Linked DNA regions of Anser cygnoides: region 2 is linked to region 1. Evidence: chromatin contacts called from public Hi-C data. All regions are on one chromosome and are shown on one strand. The core of a region is the stretch at or near the end of the contact, and the rest is flanking DNA. Distances in the headings are between cores, read along the strand shown. Region 1 holds the start of IPP (intracisternal A particle-promoted polypeptide). Region 2 overlaps MAST2 (microtubule associated serine/threonine kinase 2).

Evidence for each region. A called contact is a pair of places that touch in the nucleus more often than the background predicts.
Region 2: a Hi-C map of liver shows a contact between it and region 1, with 4 times the contacts expected there. The contact joins the enhancer-like site here to the promoter of IPP in region 1. A contact is called at or near these places in 7 of 7 Hi-C or Micro-C datasets (blood, fetal liver, granulosa cells and 1 more).

The regions. Positions count from the first base shown.
Region 1 is chr8:23,882,695-23,886,259 of Taihu_goose_T2T_genome, reverse strand. IPP (intracisternal A particle-promoted polypeptide) reads left to right here and starts at 1,329. Exons shown (of 8, transcript XM_048059149.2): 1 at 1,329-1,709; 2 at 1,835-2,266; 3 at 2,589-2,744. The coding sequence starts at 1,412. It overlaps LOC136791352 (a long non-coding RNA gene), which reads right to left and starts at 386. Exons shown (of 3, transcript XR_010833152.1): 1 at 1-386.
Region 2 is chr8:23,946,566-23,950,489 of Taihu_goose_T2T_genome, reverse strand. The region is part of intron 3 of MAST2 (microtubule associated serine/threonine kinase 2); the gene reads right to left. Among named protein-coding and RNA genes, the nearest start is that of MAST2, 32 kb to the right of the region's middle. Within about 2 kb of position 1,384, at least 1 of the 3 cell types and tissues checked has open chromatin away from gene starts, as enhancers often do. A contact at or near this core is called in liver, where this site is marked.

The DNA.
Region 1 (3,565 bases), core at 80-2,579:
GGACAGGCCTTCGGGGCAAAATCAGCAGTCTCAGCAAAGTATTCTGTGTCTGTAAATTTGGCGCTATGGTGTGAAATCCTAGTGCTGGCTAAGTGTCTAACAGCTGACATCAGCCTGCAACTGAGCCACTGGCATTTAGGAGAATTCTAAGCCTTTTACTCACAGGCCACTTCCGATGAATAAAATGTCAGCACAAAGAGGGGTCTGGTTTCTTTTACCGATTCATCAATGAAAGAAAAATCTCAAAGTATTTATTAGCCGAGATCCAAATGTATGTTGCCTCATACCAGCACGCATCCATCTGTGTGTGCTTGCAAAAACCTTATTTTTCTATCTAGGTCTATATTTTCTATGAGTATTTTTTTAAGGCCAGCTTGAAAGGTAATTTTACCATTCTAATGTCAAGAATGAAATGCTGATGAATGGAGGAACCAACAGTCCCCAGGGAGTATCACAGTTCAGATTCCTTCTAGAAGCACATTTAAAAGTTATTACAATGAAATGCAGAATCATGAGAAAAGCCTGAGGGGCCATGACCATTGTAACTGTAAGCAGACATGTTTTTCTTTCCCATTCTCACAATAAATAGATATGGAAGTGTTCCAAGAGGCTCTCTGATTGCTTTTTGCTTTGGCTGCATGTCACGTTGCTCGAATGGCTGTGGAAAACTCAGGAGGGATGCTTTTGTCTCTGAATCAGTGCTGGCTTTGCCGGACCCACTGACTGTGTGCGTGTAACTTAGTTTGTGCTGCTCTTCCCTCAGTCAGTGCCCAGACACGCAATGACTCAGTGAATTACACAAAGATGGAAGCGTGCCGTGCCTCAGGATCAGCTCTGACCCCAGGGACCCACACAGTACTTACTACAGGGTGCTGTGATGGAGCATCTATTCCGGCTTGAAGAGGAAGGTCCAAACACAGCATGATGCCACACAGAAAGCAGTGTATGGGCTGGCTGTGCCTTCAGTCAGCGAGCTAAGGACAAGCAATTCCCTGGGCAGGTGCCAGCTGTGGTCTCCCCCCAGCACTGCCATGTTTTTCCCTCACAAGCACACCTTAAACTGGCTGGGAAAGGCAAGCCTGAGGGAAATATGACTGAGGTCAGCGCACATCTGCTGCTCCCCTTCAGCACTACAGGCAGGGAGCGAAGCAGATGAAACCTCACACAAGAAATCTTCTGACAGAGCTGACAGCGCGCCCACCGGGCAACCAGGCTCCAGAGAGCCAAGTGACAGGGACATCACACAGCCGAGGGGGCAGACGGACCGACAGACACACCCCAACACCCGCTGAGGGATCAGGACGCTGAGCAACACAGCCCCTCAGGGAGCAGGGGGCGCCGCCGCCATTTTGCGCATGCACCGGGGCCGCCCCTCAGGGCGGCGGGCGGCGGTGCCGCCTCAGCCAGCGCCATGGCGGCTGCCGGGGCGGTGAGGAGCAGCGGGAGCAGCAGCAGTTCCTTCTGCGACCGGCACGCCCGCCTGCTCCTGGCCCAGATCAACCGGCTCCGCGCCGGGCAGAGCTTCTGCGATGTGCGGCTGGAGGTGGGCCCGGAGGCGTTCGCCGTGCACCGCCTGGTGCTGGCGGCCAGCAGCCCCTACTTCGCGGCGCTGCTGGCGGGCGGCATGAAGGAGAGCGGCCGCGACGTGGTGCGCATCGCGGGCGTCGAGGCGGACATCTTCGGTACGCTGCTGGACTTCATCTACACGGGTAACGGCGGGGACGGGACGGGGTGGGACGGGGCCGCCGAGGGGGACGGGGCGGCCTCCCGACGGGGGTCGTCGCCCCCCACACGTCCCCACAGCGGGGCCCCGGCGCCGTGTGCCTGCCCGCAGGGGTGGTGAGCATCGGGGAGCACAACGTGCAGGAGCTGATCGTCGCCGCGGACATGCTGCAGCTGAGCGAGGTGGTGGAGCTGTGCTGCGAGTTCCTCAAGGGGCAGATCGACCCCCTGAACTGCATCGGCCTCTTCCAGTTCGCCGAGCAGATCGCCTGCCACGACCTGCTGGAGTTCACCGAGAGCTACATCCACGCGCACTTCTTGGAGGTGCAGGGCGGCGAGGAGTTCCTGGCGCTGACGAAGGAGCAGCTGGTGAAGATCTTGCGGAGCGAGGACCTGAGCATCGAGGATGAGTACCAGGTGTTCGTAGCTGCCATGCAGTGGATTTTGAAGGATCTGGGGAAAAGAAGGAAGTACGTGGTGGAAGTGCTGGAGCCTGTTCGATTCCCTCTCCTACCAGCGCAAAGGCTTTTAAAATACATAGAAGGTAAGTGAAGAAAAGCAAGAAGGAATATCAGATGTTTGAACAACGCATGCCTCGCTCAAATACAGAGCTGCTATATTGTGATAGATTTTGCTAGATTAATATCACAAGGAGTGAAAAGATTGACTTTATACCAGATGAGTTGTGTCTTTTAACAAATGAGCACAGCTTACTTTAAATACATGTTTTTGAAAAAGTTTTACAAAACTATGCAATCTTAATTGGGCTGCTGTTTTGAGGAGAATGTGGTAACTTTTCTACAGCTGAGTTACTTACTGTATATAACTTTTCACCATGCCTTTTTTAATATCCTTTTTTCCTCAAGGTATTCCAGATTTCAGCCTTCGGGTGGCCCTTCAAACTCTGTTGAAAGAATATTGTGAAGTCTGTAAATCTCCCAAAGAAAACAAGGTCAGCAGTTTTCTGCAAGCTTCTAAAGGTCGTCCCCGGAGGAAAGCCAGGAAGTACCTTTATGCAGTAGGTTAGAATGTGGCTGTTTGAACCTTGTAAAACAAATGATGTAGTAGTATCTCACATTACAGTACTGAAAGAGATACTGAACTATTTTTATGTAATGAGAAGATACAAAAATAGCAATATTATAGATTCGTAGAATGGTTTGGGTTGGAAGACACCTTAAAGATCATCTAGTTACAACTCCCCTGCCATGAGCAGGGCTTACCTGCTTTCTGTTTAGAATTAGAGCGGGAGCGTTCACATTTCATGTCGTTATGACATGTTATTCAAAGCCTAGATCTGCCTTTAGACGTTACTTGCCATGGGTGGAAAGCTGTAAATCAGCAGAGGGTTTGTCTGTTGTTCCCTATTGGAAGCACATTCTGGCAAATGCAGTTTCATTTCACTTCTTGTTCTCCTGAAGTTTGAAGTTTTCTCCGTCTAGAACTTTATGGTTCATTTGATGGGATACATGCAATTTAGAAGTTTTCACCAGTGCTATAGTTTTGTATTGGAAGGGTGTTCTCTTGTTTCACCCTGTGGGAAGTAACAAAATCTTAAGATAGCAAAAGCTGTTGGCTGCTCTCTGCGTTTCGCTGAGAACATGAACAGTCATGTCAGTAGTGATGCAATGAAGTGTAGTAGCCCAAGTTACGTGACCTACAAGGTGACCATTGTGTGTTGGAGGAGTCATGCAACTTGGAAAAGTCTGAATCCTGCTAGAAGTAGCTAATGGCTGTTGCTGCTGTGCTTTTTGTGTGTGGTTGTTTTGTTTTGTTTATGGTTTAGCTATAGGAGCATGGGATTGAGCAGGAAGCTCTTACTCAGCCATGACCTTTCTACTTG
Region 2 (3,924 bases), core at 135-2,634, 64 kb before region 1:
GATAGCACAGTATACAAAGCTGCAGACAGGCAACCAAGGTTGGCAACCCTGATGAAATGAAAGCAGTAATGAACACTTTGACCTTTGCCTCCGACCCCTGGATTCTTGACACAGTGATAAACACACTATGTATTTTCCTTGGCAACACTCATTAAGTAAATTAGTTCAATTATCAATATTCAGAAAATTCAAGATGCAAATTTGCCAAAAGTATCTCTGCAGAGTTACCTGGTTACATTTGCTTCTACTAGAAGCCAGTGTGAAAACTTTAGTGTGTGCAGTGTAACCATATCTGTGTAAACTAACAACATAGCTGCATACCTTTAACATAAGACTACCAAATACTTCCTTCTAATTGTGAGTGAAGACAAATACAGAAACCACCTTAGATTTAAAGTTGCATGTTTTATTTAAAATCCAAGGCAGAGAATTTTAATTTCAAGTTTCACACAATACTTTGCTTCCATGGGCAAATTATGCAACTCTGCAATAGGGGTTCATCGTGTAACTATTTTTTATTGTTGCTATACCATATGACCTCATTAAAATAATGAGGTTTGAACATTTGTATCTTCAATTAGAGCTTTGTGGCTTCAAGCAGTTAAAGAACAAATGCTGCCATTAACCTAGACAATACCCCTCAAATACACACCAAATATATTAACAACGTTACTGAATCATGAGGTCATTGCGAAAATGTAAGTCTCAGTGGATTCCATCACAAAGCAAAATCTTGAGGATTTTAATAGGATATTATTTAAGGTATAAAATTAAAATCTCTCATTAAGTTATCTCAACAGCTCATTTAATTTATCAGGCTCAAAAATATTTTAAAGGTTATTTTAGGTTAATTACATTTCACATCCTTTCATGACAGATCTGAAACCCTGTACTTCTTTCAGTCCTCTATTATAAACATTTTCCCCTTGCCAATAACTTAAAGTTCACACTGACATACATTTTTGCATACTTGCACTACAGTTTCAACATGACATATTCATGATGTACGCAGAATCCATTTTTATTTTTTTCCCAAATGGAAACTTGGTCACTGAAATAAACTACAAAAGCAAGAAGCAAACAAAGCTTCAGAAGAAGCACAATAAATTTTGCTTTTACATTCTTAGCCAGCCACAACTGCTTTTCAGTGAACAAAATTTGGATCAGTCCAAAATGTTGCAATACAGTAATCTTCCTCGTGTATTCCCAATAATAAATGACGCTTTGAAAAAACACCCTGGTAATTACTCCTAGTCTGTAAAGGAAAGAACTATATGGACTCCAAATCAAGACTGCAAGTGTAATGGTTATTCTGATTTTAAAGCTCATATTCTCACAGACCAAGGACTCTGCAGTTCCCACCTTTGAAGAGTTAAAAACTGCAGAAATGCTCAGGTTAGCAATAACAATGAAGTAAAGCCCAGAAAAAAGACCAAGGCATTTCCTGCTTTGAATAATTGACTTCAGAATCTGAACAGTACCTTTAACAGAATCAGTAATAGGTGAGTGATACAGGTACACTATCTATAAAGTGACTGCAGGAATAAGTTATTTCATAGCCCTGTCCATCTGAGTTTTCCTAACATTAATAAACTGAGCTTCACAGAAAGTCTGTGAGGTATGCTTTCCTCCCAGTTTTACTGATGACCAAGTGATTTAACCTCTCTGTATCTCAGTTTATCAAAGTTCAGATATCAGGATTGTTGCATAAGCCTCAGGCTTTAGTACTGTTTCAGTTACAAGGCTGAACTTATCTCTGCCAAGTGATAACACCTCTCCCCCTCTAGTAATCTCAAGGTAATAAGGACTGTAGATTAACTCTTAGGCAAGATTCCGAGCTACAGCTGTCCAGAGATGAAGCATATAAACAACTGTATTCCCATTTTCCTCAAAGCTGTAAAATAAGCAATCACCGAGTCTCTAGAGCTGTAACTGTTTTGCTGGGAAGATGCACTGCATGGCTTGGATAAACCAAAATAACACAGTACAGTTAAAACACACCAAACAACAAAATAGCTGCCAAACACAGGGGATTACGCTACTAATTTCTAGAGCATTTCCAAAGCTTTTGTTAGTCACAGACTTATGAGGGTTTTTTTATAGATAACTTAAAGCTCAAAACAGTGTGTATTACTGGAACAAAGTAGCTTGAAACTCAGGCAACCTAACTATCTCATGCTTGAAGACTGACCTTCTTAGTACCTACCGCATCCTAGGAAATAGTTACCAGATGCAGAAAGCAGCTACATTAAAATACTAAACATGGACATCTCATGCTGCCTACAGTAATACCTACCAAAAAAAATAAAATAAAAATCAAAATATATAAGGAAACTTCTGAATACTTTAGATTTTTCAAGTTTGTTTGTTTTTACTGTCTACATCCGTATATTCTTATATAAAGGCCAAAAGGAATCACAGAACACTCTTATGGAACAAAGCATCGTTCCAGTGACAATGTATATTCAAGACTGTCTGAATAACTCTTTGTATTGTCTTAAGTTCCTCACACCTCCCCAAGAAAAAAAAAAAAAAGCTAATTTTCCATGCACACTACAGCAGTTTCTCACTTTACACCTACAATAGTGCTGCTGTCAGGAGCAGAACTGACTGCATGTGCCAAAAATCAATTCAACATATTCATAGACAAAAAGTAACACACAGCATCTGAAGATAATGAGAACTGCAATCATTCAAACTGACAGTCTAGTGCCTAACAATTATCACAAGGCAAGTTTTATGAATTCATATTTCCTATGATGACAAGCCTCAGGTTACACAGAAGGGTGTTCAAATCTTCTTTCCAGTATGAAAACCTCCTTTGAGCCAATGAGTCCACTCCAAAATGAAATTCACTTAACTGAAGTTAAAAAAATGCTGACCTGAAAAGACTTCATAGCAAGATGCTGACTGTGTTCAAGTACTATGCACTATATATTAAGCATAACTTTGGTACAGAATTTGTCACAATTATTTGCTGTTCTTTATTCAGATACACATTCATTATTTAGAATGAAATTCCATAATGAAAATCCTAACAGGACTATCAGTTTTGAATGCCATTGTGAAGCATATGTTCCTGAATATATCATGAAAATATGCAGAATTATAGCATATGCATTTTACTTTTCCCACCAGAGATGCCTTAAAGCTGTGACAAAGGTAAATCTCTGAAAGCACTCTAGGCACTGCCTAGTGCTCAAATACTCAATTATGTTCAAAGAAGCTCTTCTGCAATTTGCTTATAATGGCATTTACTCCTCTGCAAAAGGCCTGATTCTCCCCTTCTCCACATTATCAGATCCTTGTCCTCACTTTCAAGTCTTATCACTCAGCCCGTGCCAGTATGTCCAACCCTCCACCCAGAACTTGCTCCCCACCTCTCCCTCAAATCCAGTCCCTTCAAGAAAACACAAGTCTGGACAGTGCTTTAGTTCTTCAGGCAACACTTACCTTCTATCTCATCTCCTCAGTGCCGCATCTTCCAAAATCCGTAATTTACCCAAACTCTCAAAGATTCGCTCACAGACTTCACAGTATAAGCAAATGTAAATTTTTAATTAGTATGCATAAACTTAGGCTTCACGTGATCTTAATCTGGAAATCCATTTACTTCCCAACTCAGGCTATTACTGCTATTTTAAAACACAATTTCCATGACTTCATGCAGTAATAAATTTCATTCATATAACCATAGTCCTCTTCTACTTTTCTAATAATATGAGACTCGTGAAGTCAAGTATTAAAAGTTCTTTACACCCCAGAACAAGTATATGGTCTTCATGAGCTGTAACTTTAATTATTTTTTATTATTTTAATATTTTTGATCATTTTTCAGTTAAAAATATTTTCAAATGTCTTTAGCAACATTTAAACAGTCAACACCTTATCTCCTAAAACACAAGCAAAAAGTAAGGTTACCTA